2 separate regions of the Hordeum vulgare genome follow, and region 2 is linked to region 1. The links are chromatin contacts, called in public Hi-C maps. All regions are on one chromosome and are shown on one strand. Each heading gives the region's core, a stretch centred on a gene start, on an enhancer-like site or on the middle of the called end of the contact. The rest is flanking DNA. Distances are from core to core; before and after follow the strand shown. Region 1 holds the start of LOC123449053 (mitochondrial substrate carrier family protein V-like). Region 2 holds the start of LOC123449055.

What was found. Hi-C and Micro-C count contacts between places; a contact is called where the count stands out from the background.
Region 2: a Hi-C map of leaf shows a contact between it and region 1, with 3 times the contacts expected there. The contact joins the promoter of LOC123449055 here to the promoter of LOC123449053 in region 1. A contact is called at or near these places in 4 of 6 Hi-C or Micro-C datasets (leaf and seedling) and 1 of 1 datasets of contacts at active chromatin or transcription factors (embryo).

Annotation. Positions count from the first base shown.
Region 1 is chr4H:482,686,802-482,690,183 of MorexV3_pseudomolecules_assembly, forward strand. It overlaps LOC123449053 (mitochondrial substrate carrier family protein V-like), which reads right to left and starts at 2,065. Exons shown (of 7, transcript XM_045126131.1): 1 at 1,656-2,065; 2 at 1,007-1,183; 3 at 772-918; 4 at 200-301; 5 at 41-111. The coding sequence starts at 1,877.
Region 2 is chr4H:483,035,057-483,038,440 of MorexV3_pseudomolecules_assembly, forward strand. LOC123449055 reads right to left here and starts at 2,111. Exons shown (of 3, transcript XM_045126134.1): 1 at 1,614-2,111; 2 at 1,160-1,525. The coding sequence starts at 1,928.

The DNA of each region.
Region 1 (3,382 bases), core at 815-3,314:
TTGCATGAATATGACCCAACACGTATCCTGTACAACTTACCTCTCTAGTAGCCAATGCGAACGTAGAGTTTCATAAACTGAGAAGCTTATTGCTATACTGGGGCCTACTCCCTGTATTTCAAAGAATCACCAAAAATGAGATTTTACAATAGAAAAGCTCAATAAACTGGAAAATCAAATAAGTGCCAAATGTTCATACCAGTAAAGTGGGACCAAGACCCTTGTACAACCCTCTGGGACCCTCATCTCTGCAGATCGCAAAAAGAGCATGAGATATGCCCCTGTAGTAGGCTGTGTTCGTCTGCAATCATTCAATTGAAAAAGAAAAATTGGTTCAGATGCCTAGCTGAACACTGTAAGACAATGTTGGAAACAGTCTTCAAGTATGCTCAAAGCAAATAACTTCCTATCCAGACCGCAAGGCAATAAAAGGGAAGATGAGGGGGGAGGGGGAAGAATATGCAGGATGTGTATGTTAGCGTTTGGCATGGGCATCACCAGGTTTTATTGCTGGCAGTTATCTGTCCTCATCCAGCAGTATGTCAAGAACGCTAACATCAAACAGTTTGTTTACTAATAATTTTTGCAGGGCATGACAAGAGGTGACCAAAGTGTTACTTCTCTCCAATAAAAAATGAGAATCATCAACCATGTTATTGGAACTGTAGTCTTCTCCAAACAGATATTAATTTGATCACATGCATTTCATGTTTCGAGTGAAAATTTCAAAACAGTTTCTTTGAATTTCTACAGTTAGTGATAGCAGCTTACCTGAGCAGCCAGACGTGTCCGTACCAAGTCCAGTGGATATGTCAAAGAAGCTGCAGTTATCCCAGACAAGCCACCGCCTACCATTCTGACACCAACATCGGCACCTAATCCACCACTGTTGTCGAGACCAGGTATCATCTGAAGCCACTGCACACTCAACATTAATCAAATTAAGCACATATCATAAGTGACAAAGAATTGCATGTGAATTTTATACAAAAACACTTGTACTTACATTCTTATATCTCTCATAAGTATAGAAACTAATTGAGGAGTAAGGTAACCGATGTGCAATAGTTACAAGATTTCCTTTCCAGAAGGCTCGTAGCCCTTCTTCATAGACAATGCGCGACGCTTCACGCCATATACTAGTGTTGCGCATGGTAGCCACATCTGAGTGCATTCCTTGTACCTGCGCATAGAAATGATACAAATCTCAATGGCAAGCATACTATCACTAACTCTGGCATGAGCGCAAACGGGGTTCAGCACTGTCCGGAGCCACGTCCATGTGCACACAAGGTCATGATAACATCCGGCTGAGGTGTACGGCATGGAGTGTGCCGTGCATACACGCCATCGTACCGCAGCACAAGTCATATATATATATATGTGCATTAGGATTTGGTTTGTCTTTACAGTTTGTTTTTTCTTTTGCCTTAGTGCTAGAATTGGTCCAAAAATGCATCAAAATTCCCATTTCTCCGGTATCCCAAAGCAGAGTCATTCCCAAGAAGCTCAATTAAGTAAAAGATGTCACTCGGTTGCTTATACTAATATACAGGCCAACAGTTAGCACTAGAGGCTAGAGCAATCTGGTGAAAAAAAATTGATACGGGCACTCTGGGGTAAGGACGATTGGGCACTCTGGATAAGAGGCGCACCTGAAATAGGATGGTGAGGCGGGCGAGCGGCGCAGTGCAGGTCTTGCTGACGGCGCCGGCGACGCCGCCGGCGAGGAGGTGGAGCGTCGTCCCAAGCTTGGGCTGGTTGTGGTGCTGCTGCGGCTGCGGCTGCGGCTGTTGCGTCGAGTACCTCCGCGCGGCGACGGCGGCGGCGCCGTCCACGGTCGCGGCGGCCATCCCCACGCTCGCCTCCGTCTGCATCCGCCGCCCCCTCCCTCGTCGCCAGCCCACCGCCGCCTCTGGGGCGTGGACACTAACGCGGGTGACCGGATCGCGCGAAGAGAAGGCGGTCGTCACTAAACCCTAGAGTTTGGGGCGGACTGTGGGCGCAGGGCTTTAGGGTTTGGGGGTGTTTTTTTAATTTTCCGTTTCCGGCGTGGGTCGGCGGGCGCGAATAAAGACGCAGGGGAGGGAGCGGCGTGGTGAAAGCCGAGACCGACTTGGAGAGAAAGAGACGCTCCCACCAGTAACGGTATATACTTAGCATCTGGTTGATAAGATCTTTTTTTGGCTGGTTGTAATGGGTAGTATCATACTCCCTCCGTACCTAAATATAAGTCTTTTAAGATATTTCACTAGGTGTCTATATACGGAGCAAAATGAGTGAATCTATATTCTAAAATATGTCTATATACATCAGTATGTAGTCCATTAGTGAAACTCTTAGAAAGACTTATATTTAGGAACGGAGGGAGTATAATACTGTGTACGATACCACATCCGTAATGCATAGTATCATATGTTAGTACTATAGTGTAAGTTATTTATTGTCATGCAAGACACATAGTAAAACATCATTTAATATGATACTCAACCCTCCCTTTCTTCATTTAATTCTATGTCATCTCATCGAAATTGCTTAGTTGGCATGCATGATACTATCTATGATATTCCCGTTACGGGCAGTCTTAGGATGATGATGATAATGTCCTTTTTAATGAAATAAATATCTCTTTTTGGGGCATTGAATAATTATATCAATATATGTTAAATAAAAAACATGAATATATATTTTTTACTGGTAACCATGAATATTCCGTGTTTTATATTTTTTGTTTATGAAAAAGCATTGAACAGAATACAATTAAAATTGTTGTACATGAGCATATACTTATTTTTATAAACGCATATAATTACGTTCTATGAGCATTCCAAAAAACTGAATCAACACATTATTTTAAATTTAACGAAATCGCTACAGCCTTCTTAGAGATAGAGATTGATTTCCTTCACTAAATCATCATGTACATGTGTGTTACATATATATAGCACAGAGAGTGTGACAGTCCGACGCCGATGTTCAAGAAGATTTTCCTTTTATTCCCTTTTCGTCGTGTGATTTATTTTATCTGTCACATCATCATCGCATCATTCGCAACATCTGCATTGCATCGGCATCCCGTTGCCGCTAGTTTTCAAAACTTGCATCTGTTATTAGTTGTCGGTTCTCTTCGTATTCGTTGTTGCCTGTTCTTAGCCCGATCACACTCGCACGCGCCCGCGGCATCGTCAAAACCTGTTTTTAAAATTGTGTATAAAACTTTCTCTGATTGGGTTAAACATGACGTGCGGTCTTAATTAGTTGTAGCTAGGCCGCCTGTCAAATTTCGTCGCAATCGGAGTCCGTCTGGTACCCGAACGATCAACCGTAGCGGCACCGTATTCGGTCTATCGTCGGACGTTTTATCGATGTTTTAAATTAGTTG
Region 2 (3,384 bases), core at 861-3,360, 350 kb after region 1:
CCGGCCGCACATGCCCGCACGTTGGCCTCCTCCCCTAATCACGCCGCGCTCTCCGCGCTAACCATGGGCATGTCGAGCCCTAATTACCTTCACAAGCAAAGCGCGACGAGCGACAGCATACCGGCAAGGCAATGATGACGAGCCCCCGACCTTCCCAAATCTACGTACTACTCCACCGGCGAGATACCATACCTGGATCTCCAGCGCGACCCTATCCCCGACATTGCTCCGGGGCGGCCTTGACCACCAATGATCAAAAGGCGTAATTATGTGTCCGGCCCGTGCGCTCGGGAAATTAACATCTGTTCTGCATGCTCTGTCCCGCCGACAGCGTGCAGGGGCGATGCATGTACGCGCCCTGATCACATTTGATCAACGTCCCTCTACGCATGCACGCGGTACAGTCGACGCCGCGCGCGCGCACCGACATACACACTGTGGTGATGATAATGGTGTTGTACCCGGCGTACGGTCTGCCCCTAGATACAGTAACACAGCTAGAAATTAAGGTCTGTTAGGGCGGTGAATGATGATGGAGCTTCGTTGTGTTGTGTCGAAGGTCGCTAGGGACGGAAAATACCTTTCTAAGTCGTTGGAGAGCCGGGACGGCCGTCCCAGCTCGCCTCAATGGTGGATCCGCAATTGACTAGATATTACCCTGCCCGCTCGTAAGAATCTGGGCATCCATCATTTTTTCTTTTGCGTAGAAAGCGTCTAAGTTCGTACCCATGTTTTTCTTTTCAGATATAAAGTTCATGTCGATGTTGGCATATACGGCAATACCAACTAGGCGACTACTACTAATTACGAGCCATTGATCGATGACAACAATGGGATCGCCCCCTACGTCCGACCAACTAGCAACGTCAGGCTCGTATCAGCAGTCCAGGCGTAAGCTGTCTACTTGTTGCTTTTTTCTTCTGTCATCAAATCAAAATCTTAGTGAGATCGTCTCGCTGTTGCGTCAAGCTTAATTACTGCCCTAGCTCAGCTATATGATGCGTGAGTTCATTGCGTTCAGTAGCATGCTACGTACGAGGCCACGCATGCTAGACGATACGGTACGCGTACGGGGTTTGTACCGGAAAACAGGTCTACGGTACAGGGCGTCAAGAGAAAACGGTAACGTGTAGGTGTGCTGGTACGATACGATACGCACCTGCAGCGATCTGCGGAGCGGGCGCGGCGGGCCACGGGAGGCGTGGGACTGGTGCCACGGCGTCTGCCGCCAGGCCACCTTGCCGTCGCTGCCGGCGCTGATCTTGCAGCCGGACACCACCAGCTCCAGGCACCACAGCTCCGGCTTCTTCTGCCACAGCACGAACCCGCCGATCTCGCCGCCGCCCTTGCTGCCGCCTTTCCTCCCGCCGCCGCGGCCATTGCCGTCGGCGTCGCTGCTGTTGAGCTCGGCCGCCGTCATCCGCACCTTGCCCATCGCGTACATGCTCGTCACTTTGTTCAGAGCCCACTCCCCGCCGGACGCCGCGATGTACTGCTGCACTATGTACTTGGCCGACGACGATTCCTGCCGATTCAGCCACATGACACGAACGATGAGCGGCCAGAAGAAGCAAGAAATTAAGCGATGGGTGGATGGTTGGAGCTGGACGTACAATGGGGTCGGCCTTGAGCTGCTCGCAGAGCACGGAGGAGGGCGACTGCTTGGCGTGGCTGACGGGGAGCGGGATGAGCGGCGCGCCGATGACGCCGAGCATGAGCTGGAGCTCGCCGCGGCTCATGGAGCAGGGCTCGCCGGCGCCGGAGCGGTCGGCGGCGTGCGAGCGCATCCACGCCTTGACGCTGGTGCAGCCGAACCTGGAGCCGCGGGAGCCGCCGCCGCCGCCGGAGAACATCTCCTCCGGGATGGGCACCTCCAGCACCGTGTCCAGCGCGTCGTCGCGCTCCAGGTTGGGGCACAATTTCCTCATGGGGCGCGCGGGTGGCACACAGGCGCTCTCCCACAGCTCAATCTCCTCCGCCTCCTCTGCTTGGACCCGGACGACGCTCCGTGGATGCGATGCGATGCGATGCCCAAGTGTGTGTGCGCGTGTGCGTATGTTTGTTTGGGAGGGAGAGCGAAGCAGGTCCCTCCTTTTTGTTGGGGTGATTGCGCCTCCCCTCTCGTCCTGGTCTCGGTGGTCTTGTACCGGTTTCTCATGGGTCTGGCAGCTGGGCCCCGGGATTTGCACCTTTCCCGTTATCTTTTCCCGGAGTTTGGTCGTGGCCGCACGCACGCTCTGCCCTATCTCTTGTTTATCATTTTCTTTTTCTAGATTTTCCCGGCGCGTCAGCGCGTCAACAAAATTACACATTTCCCTTCTCCAGTTTCAACTTTCAACCGCCTTTTCTGCAGTAGTACTATAGCGTTCCCACGCACGCGCAACAAAACCACACATTTAGGGTTTATTGGCGGAGTGCATGTGATTTTCCGTGGACTTTCCGGTTTGAATCCATTCTTGTTCCGAAACCAAATTCGGCCTACTACGACCTGCCTACTGGTACGTGTTTACTCGCCAACTAGGGCGGAAAGGAAAGGAAACGTTCCTGCATGTGCGTATAGCCATCAGGAGCATAAACACTGGTTCGGGAACCGACTGAACCTGGAACAGTCACCAAGAAAGAAAGTATCCATCCATCCATCCTTGGCAATGCAGTCCGACACGGAAGCTTGCGTACGCACTACTCTTCCGAGTCGACGCCGGTGAAGCTGAAGCGGGCGTAGCTCAACCTGAGGCTACGTATCACATCATTCAACGCCCAGGATTGAGGACGACACAAGCAAAGCAAGCAAGCGAGCGAGCAAGCAATCAACAACGGTTTCTTGTTCCCGACCCCGGCCCTTCGCCGTCGCGCGCACCGTGAGCTGACCTCCGAGCTGCACACGAGATGGATGTTCCTTCCTTCCCGAACGATTTCACTCACCCACTGCGACGTACGTAGTAGGACCGCGGCGCAATCAGGCTGCCCCGAGTCCCTTTCCATAACTGGTAGCCTTGCCTACGTGAGTACGTGACCAGTACCGGCTTGGAAAAGCACGATAGGACACTGTTGACGCTCGCGCCTGCGCCCCAATCGTCTCGGAGGGGATGGGGGGGCCCCGGTGGGTGGGTTTGCCGCAATGATCCGCGCCTGATTGTGCCGCGCGTGGCCTGAATCCCAAGGACGATTGGACGCAGTTTCCACCGGGAAACAGGCCTTCGCTCGCATCCCGGTGGTTGGGCTGGGCCGGCCGGCCGCGCGAGCCATTCACGGCGGAACGTGTGTTTCATTGCGCTGTGGCTGTGCGCTTGCGTCGTCCCCGTCCTCTCCTGGCCTGGCCGCCCATGCGTGCTGCCATTACTATACTAGTATCGGGTTTATGGTATTGTATTGGCATTCGTGTGG